Linked DNA regions of Rattus norvegicus: regions 2 and 3 are each linked to region 1. Evidence: chromatin contacts called from public Hi-C data. All regions are on one chromosome and are shown on one strand. Each heading gives the region's core, a stretch centred on a gene start, on an enhancer-like site or on the middle of the called end of the contact. The rest is flanking DNA. Distances are from core to core; before and after follow the strand shown.

Region 1 (2,842 bases), core at 185-2,684:
GCAGAATCCTTTTCCACACTCTTGACACTTGAAAGGCTTCTCTTTGGAGTGAATATATCTAAGGGTAGAGACAGACAACATAATGCAAATGTTGTTTATGAATGGCTGTCCGAGATCCCCTCCCCCTGCTGTTAAGGTGTTTGTGGGTACAGGCAAAGCGAGCAAGATCAAGCGACTGCAGAGGCTGTGGGTGGGAGTGAGGTGATGAAGGAGGGAGGGACAAATAGACCACCAGCCTTTCTGGGATTAAGTAGTAAGCACCTCCTCCCAAAGGCTGAGTCAATGCTAGAGGTCAATCAGCAGACCAGGCGTCAGACAGTTTCTAGATCTGCACTGCCCAAGAGATTCCTAAAATCTAAAACTGGATGAAATTAACTAAAATGAAAACGTTTCTGAGTTCCTATTTCAAGTGCCCGTTCCTAAATCTCTCCGTCTTTGCAGGAACTCCTATTGGACGGTTTTCAAGGACCGAGAAAGGGGCAAGGAGACCAGAACTTGTGGAGACCCGATCTTAGGTCCTACGTATTTCTCTCATACGGTTTTAAAACCTTTCCTGGAGCGAAAGCAGGGGAAAGGAGTTCATTTATGGTTTGAGAGAATCCCCAGAGGTATGGGAATGCTTACAGTCACTAGAGACTCTTGGGAACCTTAAAGGGGAGGGGGAAGCAGCAAGCCTTAGCAGCCGAAACAGATCCCTCTGGGGCCACCCGCGGTGCTGCAGTGTCGCACCTGTGGTCCCGTAGGTGGTCTTGCCTCCGGAAAGCTTTGTGGCAGATGTCACAGGTGTAAGGCCGCTCATCGGTGTGCGTCCGCTCGTGGATAAGTAGGTTATAGGACTTAGTGAAGTGGCGGCCACAGAACTTGCAGACGAATTCCTTCTTGGTCTTGGAAGGCAGGCGACCCCTTGTTGGCTTCTTTTCTGGAGACAGCTTGGTCACGTCCAGGAGGGCGCCCAGCCCACCAGCAGGGGAGCCAGGGCCCTCCCCTCGGCCAAGCTTGGTGGGATCCTCTTGTGTGGCAGCCAAGGCCAGGTTAGCGAAATCAAAGCGCGGCTTGGTCTTAAGCGCTGCACCGCTGCCTCCCGCGGTGATCTCTGGCTTAGGGTGAATGACGTGTGGAAACCAGGGAAAAGCTGGCAGCTGGAAGCGAGCGTCCATTAGGCTGGACACCGCACCTGGCACTTTAGAAAAAGAGGAACGAGGCAAGTGCATGGCTGGGTAGCCCAGCGTCCATTGGTGCAGATGCACCGCGTGAAGAGCGCTGAAACCATACAGGTTGGGCAGGTGGTCCGAGGGCACTGTGGGTAAGCCATTCACTGCCTGAAGGAAAGAGTAATTGGTAAGCTGCAGGGATGGGTGGATGGGCACCGGTGCTGGCAAGGTTTTGCTGCCCATTTCTGTCGCTGGTAACCGCAATGGCTTCAATAATCGATCTGCAAAGACAGGAAGAGAGAAGGTGGGGAGGGAGCCAAAGAGATGTTCAGAGCAGGTCAGTTTCCTCCAGAATTCCAGTCCAGTTATACCCTCTCCCCTCCTTTGGGGAATGCAGGAGGTGAGAATCAAAGACCCCACCCATGACCCCACTGCCACCTCAAAATACATAAGACGAAGGAGAGCTGTCTGACCAGAACATTCCATGATGGTCAGAATCCCTCCAAATGGTGTCTGGCAGAGATATACATGTTGACAGAGCAATCAGTGGGAAACTAAGTCCTTAAAGACAGATCCAACCAACTTAAAACAAAAGCCTGCTGTCAGCTGTGAAAGATGCAAACACTGTAAGCAGGCAGACACCGGATATCCACATTCGGGCAAACCTAGAGCCACAGGAACCTACACTGTCCCGCAGCAGTAGTACTAACAGAACCTGAGGAAGCCCCACTTACACATTCAGATTATCTCATTCTGCAGCAGAATCAACAAGAAGGTCCAGAGTCGAAGAGCAGCCAGTGTTTTTATAGGACAACCCTGTACAGAACGCAGGAGGCTTCAAATACGTATACCGCCCAGTTCCTGCAAGTTAAGCCAACGAAACCAGAAATTCCTATTTCATGGGGTAACTGGTTTGGTTTCCAGAAGCCACAAGAATCAGGTCATCTTTAAGACTCCCACTCGGATCTAAGTTTGCAATGTACCTTAAGACTGATTGGTGAATCCAGTGGGGTCTGTGCTCTTGGTAGCTGCTTACTGAGGACTCCCTAACCTTTGATGGTTAGGTTACCCTCATTTCAAGAAAGTTACTGATATCTGTGCTTCACTCCATTTGCTCCGTCAAACCGTTGCAATTCCAACTGAGGGAATTCATGTGCTCATAGCAAAGAGGAGCAAGATGTTCAGTTTTCTTCTGCAGGGTGAGAACTCTGGGCAAGGTCAGTGTGTGACACTAATGCCAGGCCTCCACTGCTGAACTCTGTTTACTCTCTGACTAGAAAATCAGGGTTCCTGAATAGGGTCGGGGTGCCATGCCAAAGGGACCAAGGCCACCAAAGCTGGCAGCTTCTGACTACTTTGGTCAAGTTCCTCAGGATGTATGGGAAAGTGGGGAGCTCCTCTGTCCCTCCAGACATTTCTAATTTGGGTCTATATCTTGGAAGAGGGAAAATGAAGGGAAGCCAGATGTAGCGATCCTTGGGAAGCCTCTAGGCTTGGGGTTCACTGACAACGCTGGGATCCTTGTCAGAGCAGGGTCTTTGTAAAATCCTTCCCCTTTCCCAGTGGCAGTATCTGGCTTCTGATTTCTTCTTTGAGCCAGTGCCTCTTTTACCCACATCTCTCCTCTGTCTTGAGTTTTCTTTCCCTGATACAAGGTACTTTTCTGACTCCCTCTTCACAGCTCAGTCCTA
Region 2 (2,773 bases), core at 268-2,767, 620 kb before region 1:
ATATGTAGCACAAAATAGCTAGCTTTGAAATAATATAAACACAACCAAGAAACAGACTCAGCAGGTTGGAGTTACACACACACATACATACACAGATACATATACATACACATACATAGACCAAACACACACACATACACACATACCTACATACCTACCTACCTACATACATACATGCACACATACATACACACACATACATGCAAACACACACACACACACACACACATATGGACATTCAGGTAGAAGAAGAATAATCAAAGAAATAGAGGCCATCAGCTTGAGAGGGAGTTAGAGCAGGACATGAAAGGAGTTTGAGAGAGGAAAAAGAGGTCAAAATGATATAATTCTATTTTAATTTAAAAATATAATAAATACAATGGTAAAGTTGCATGTTTATATCAGTATTATTTTATTCATTTTAAATAAAGTTGGATTTTCTTCTTTTCCATTTATTCTGAGATTCTCCTCATCATCTTTGTAAATTTTATCTTCCCATTTGTAGAGGCTTGGGAATCCGGAAATCCAAACTAAAAATTATATAATATTAAAGAAATTCTTCATTTTTGTTTATTTTAATTCTTCTCATCTTCCTTTTGCCCAACAAAACATGTTCAAGTGTATATTATTTCCTTATTATCTTATGCTATCTAGTAGCATGGCGCACTGTTTTGCACTATTGTTTCACAAGACTCAGGATATTAATGCCCTCTGCTTTGTTTTTGCAATAGGTTTTAATTGTCAAACACTATAACTATACGGAGAAAGAAGTTTCCTTCAAAGCCTTTTACTTTTCTGGGGCTCCATGTAGAACGGTGTTCTGTAAGTATCGTTAGAAGTTTGAATGAAGAAAACAGATAATAATGATATTTAACTGAGTATATACTAGTCAGTACTCTACTGCACAAAAGTGCCTGCTGTCAGCCTTCAGACTGAAGTTGGTACCCTTCTGTCTTGCATACAATCTCAGTTGATGTTTTGTCCACAGAAATCTTTTACAGTGCCACTCTGAATAAAGGGATCCTTAATCTAACATACCTCTGTAACCCCGTGAGAATATTACATTCCATTTTAGTTGTCCAGCAATTGATTTTATGCCTTGCCAATGTTTGAACACATAATTAAAAGCCTGCAATTTATCGAGATTCCAATCCTTAGCTTGTGTCACAGTACTGTGAAAAGATTATGTCTATGATAACATTTGATGTACTGTTAGACTACATTACACCATGGGCATACTTTCAGTCAGTCTTTTGAGATTTTGAGTTCCCAAATCCTGGGATTCCTGCTTCCCTCTAGTTACAGGATAAAGATGGTTTTGAATTATGTTCTTTGACATCCTGAATCTTGACTGATTTTACTTGTCTGGCAAAGGTTCTATGTGGGCTAACAATTCTTAGTTTTAAATTGTAAAAGAGCAGTTTTTATTCTGTGTCAAATTCATCACTGACAGGAAGGGGGCACCATTGAACAGCTTGTGGAGTTCCTCTAACTAGGTGTAGAAAGGGGTTAGATTAGTCCAGCTGAAACTGGAATCAACAAACTATATTCTCCACCACACTCGGGTCTCCATTTACTCAACATCTGAAATTTGAACTGAAGATGACGCTAAGAATCATCCTTTGCATCTCGTTGTAAATCTGTGCATAGTGCTAACTATTATTCTTATAAATGCCAGGTGAGTTTATGAAAGCTAAGAGTGGTGGTAATGAAGAGCAGAAATGGTTGTTAACTACTTGTCTTCTTGACGTTTATCAGTGTGCAAGCAAAATGAGTATTTATATGTATGTGCATAATGGAGGGTGTGCATATTAGCATGTGTGTGTGTGTGTGTGTGTGTGTGTGTGTGTGTGTATGCACATTGCAATGTCTGCAAGAAGTAAGACTTTATTTTTAAAAAGCATTAACACCAGGAATACACTATTGTTTCCCCTGCGTTGCCATCATTAGATGTTTTATATTAAACTTGTGTCTGAATATCAGAAGACACTAGTGCCTGAAACCACTCATAACCCAGGGGATGTTCAGAACCTGCATAACTTTAAGAGCTGAGTAATGTTAATGTTCAAGTTGATTTAGTGTAAACCTTCCCAAGGTCTCTGACCCAACTTTTTCAGGTATCGAAACTGATCTGATTTTCTTGAACTGTCTGAGCTTAGTGCCACAATCCAGAAATGGAGCTTGTTATTGTCAGAGGTAACCTCAAGATACTTAGTAGTCCAGTTGTAGAAATAAGACTTGGGCTGCCTTGGAAGGTGTATAAATCTCTAGCCAAAATGAGAGAAGGGGGAGCCATTTGCTTTTAACCACAGTCCGCATGAGAATGGAATTTCCAAACAAACTTTTATCTCTTAAAACTCATTGCTGGTGGTAGTTATAAAAATGAGTGGTTAAGGCAGCTGGGGAATCTATCCCTTTGATTCTTCAAAGTGTTTTCTCATCACTGCTGAAGGGACATTTCCCAAGGAGCCAGGAGGAGGCAGCTGTGTGTTGTTTGTCCAGAGTGTCACACAGCTTTCTCTAGGGTTTCCCCATCAGTCTGCCTTTCTAAAATCACCAATTTTCTCCCTGTGATGGTTCACCAAGGTTGGGGGGGGGGTCATGAAGGAGGCCTGAGAGGACATATTTGCTTTATCTGTGGAGGAAAATCATCCTGCCCTGTTCTTATTGTACTGCATAGAAAAACTTTCAGAAGTCAAAAAGAAATGCTTCTTCTCTCACTGCATTTGCCTTGTGGCTTATGCCATGAAGATTGGTGCCATGTTCTTTCCTC
Region 3 (2,739 bases), core at 21-2,520, 820 kb before region 1:
TGACTTTGAACATGCGCAGATGGCTTTTCCTCGGTGACTTGTTCCGGCACACACATTCCCGGACTTCGTTTCCACCATTCTCGGTGTGTAGACCGAGAATGACCAGCACCTACCTGTGCTTATTGACCACCCGAAGAATCAAACGCAGCAGTGGCTTATGGGGACCACCCACCTAACTGTTCCAGAGCCGAGGTTGTCCTTTCTCACAACACAGGCGCTGGGAACCAGACACCCATGTGATTTTGCAGTGAAACAGAAGACATACAAAAGAAGCTGCTAGGCATTCGATCGGAAACCAAATACACACACACAAAAAAGTGAATGAATGCACGAATCAAACATATAAAACAAGGAAGGCTGTTATCACTGGGAACTACCAACCGCAGAACTTAGTGATGGTGATGACCTTTATCAACACAGAAGGAAAAGCTCAATATGAAATAAGCTTGAAATCTGGGTCTCCAGTGGGACACCAGAAGCAGTAGGATCCATGAAAGGAAGGGGATGTCTCTTCTCTAGTGAACACAGCTGGACAGAGGGAGTCCCTAAGCCTCAAGTATATTTTTAAGCTGCATCTCTCAAAATGTCAAAAGTGGGATTAAAGTGTAAATGATTGTCAATTCATTCCTTCTCTCCTGGTACTATGCTGTTACAGGCAGATTCTGGTTTATGGGGAGGGGAGAGGTGGGATGGTCTTTCAGTGTAACTGAAGAGAGCATACAGGGGATGAGGAGTCCCAGTGTGTCTTGGGGGAGGGGAGCAGTTCACATGCTGCTACTTTTTTGTGACATAGCTTTTATGGGGGGAGAGCCAGAATATTAAGCTCATTGCTTCCAGATGGAAAGGTTGGACAAGACAGAGGTCTTGGCTCTGAAATCCTGGATGCAGTGGTGCGATATGGACCTGACATATTGAAGTAATCGAGATAGAAGATCTGGCTTTAGCCAAGGCTGTCAGATAGATACTTTTTAAAACATTACATGGTTTGTAACAAGGTATTGTGTATCCTCCCAGCAACCCTGCCGCCTTAGTCTCTGGGAAGGCGGTGGGGGGAAAGTGTGCTTATTTTGCTTGAGTTACTAAAGCTCCTTTTATATAGGAGGAATTTGGCATCTCCTGGCTGGGAGCAACGGAGCCAACAGTGTCCAGTGCACTTGCAATGTAGATCACGCTAAGTAAGTCCAGGTGTCTTCAGGAGAAGAGAGGTCCTAAGCACTCCCTTATTTGAGCCCTGAAGCAATCATGGCCCTGTGCCTCAAATGAGCCTCAAATCTGTTTAATAAATCATCTGTCTATTTATAGAGTTAATCCAGCGAGAAATACCATCTTGTGCAGGCTAACGGAGCTTCGTCCACCAGAGGGCGCGCATGTCCGCTTCTTTCTGTGAGGGTTGGCCTTCCTCCAAACTCCTTTGTTGGTCCTCCGCAAAGCACTTTAAGCTTTTGTGGATGGGGATGGGGATGGGGAGAAGCCCCCAGACCCCTTTTCTTGGGGAACCGATTCCTCCAGTCATGTCCACTGCGGAAAGGGAAAGATGACCTCACTGTTTTTAGAAAACCCCCTTTTCAATTCATTCTGTTTTGCACCATCCATTGGCTAACTTCACACCTGAGACAAGTTGGGACATCTCCATGGACCTCAGGTCTGCTTCGAATTTCAAAGACTGGGAACTGTTAAGCTTGTATTTTGATTAAAATTTCGTATTAGCTTCCCCCCCCCCCACACACACACACTCCCTTTCAGTGTAATTTTAGGATATTTAATTTCAACCAATCATCTGAGGGGAAGGGGGGAGGTATTTGATGGGAAACAGCACATGGGAAAGGCAGCCAAGTTAGGAAACAGAGCAGCTCAGGGCTGCAGAGATGTGACAACTGAAATCTCCTTTGTTCTCTCAAGCAGGGTCTGAAACCAAAGACCTCAAGGACAGGGGATCTAGCTTTGGGCCTTGGATCAAGTGGGCCAGTCCTCCCCAAAAGCCCTCTCTCTAACCTCCCAGCCTTGTACAAGTTTCTGGGCTTCAGCTACCTGGTTGGGTTTAGGAGTACAATAACTACCTGATATGTGCCCCTGGCTATGGCTGCTTAAGAAATGCAGCAATCCTCACCAGGCCAATTGTTAAAGACTGGGGAAGACACTAATTACAACTCAGCTTCAAAGCAATTAGAGTCAAGATAGCGGGGGTTATACGGAAGTGGGAAAAGAAGTTTCAGTAATTCTTAGCTCCCATCCCACTGCACTTGCAGTAGAGGAGAGGCCATGTATTCAAATGTTGATAGGTTAGGCAGGAATGAAAATGGGATGCTAGAGTATGCTTGGTCTGGACAAAGTGTGCAACAAGCATTTATTGTTCACTGATTAACACAGTGAGATTGCTCAGAGACCATAGAAATGGTGAGAGCTATACCAGGCAGAAGGGCAGATACTCTAATATGTTCAAGGCATTGTCATCAAGGCTCACTTTTTGGGGTGTGATGGAAAGAGCTCGATCAGTAAAAAGATTGTATCACCAGCATGAGGAGCTGAGTTGGATCCCCCAAATCACCAAGCAGACACAGTGGCATGAACACATAAGCCCAGTGTTTAAGAGAGAGAAGGAAAGAGATGGATGGATTCTTGTGGCTCTTTGGCCAGCCTAGTGTACCTGATGAGTTGCAGGTCAAAAGGTCAAAGAGAAAGGTTCCTTTAAAAAGAACAAGGTGGACAGATCCTGAACAATGATGTCAAAGTTCGCCTCTG

The links. A called contact is a pair of places that touch in the nucleus more often than the background predicts.
Region 2: a contact with region 1 is called in a Hi-C map of kidney, with 7 times the contacts expected there. The contact joins the promoter of LOC134479278 here to the promoter of Osr1 in region 1. A contact is called at or near these places in 12 of 12 Hi-C or Micro-C datasets (the A7r5 cell line, the Rat2 cell line, Schwann cells and 7 more).
Region 3: a Hi-C map of psoas muscle shows a contact between it and region 1, with 2.9 times the contacts expected there. The contact joins the enhancer-like site here to the promoter of Osr1 in region 1. A contact is called at or near these places in 9 of 12 Hi-C or Micro-C datasets (the A7r5 cell line, the Rat2 cell line, Schwann cells and 6 more).

The regions. Positions count from the first base shown.
Region 1 is chr6:38,096,243-38,099,084 of GRCr8, reverse strand. Osr1 (odd-skipped related transcription factor 1) reads right to left here and starts at 1,434. Exons shown (of 2, transcript NM_001106716.3): 1 at 730-1,434; 2 at 1-58. The coding sequence starts at 1,394.
Region 2 is chr6:38,718,256-38,721,028 of GRCr8, reverse strand. LOC134479278 (U1 small nuclear ribonucleoprotein 70 kDa-like) reads left to right here and starts at 1,517. Exons shown (of 2, transcript XM_063262716.1): 1 at 1,517-1,678. The coding sequence starts at 1,672.
Region 3 is chr6:38,918,957-38,921,695 of GRCr8, reverse strand. No RefSeq gene overlaps it. Among named protein-coding and RNA genes, the nearest start is that of Rdh14, 45 kb to the right of the region's middle. Within about 2 kb of position 1,270, at least 7 of the 93 cell types and tissues checked have an H3K27ac peak or open chromatin away from gene starts, as enhancers often do.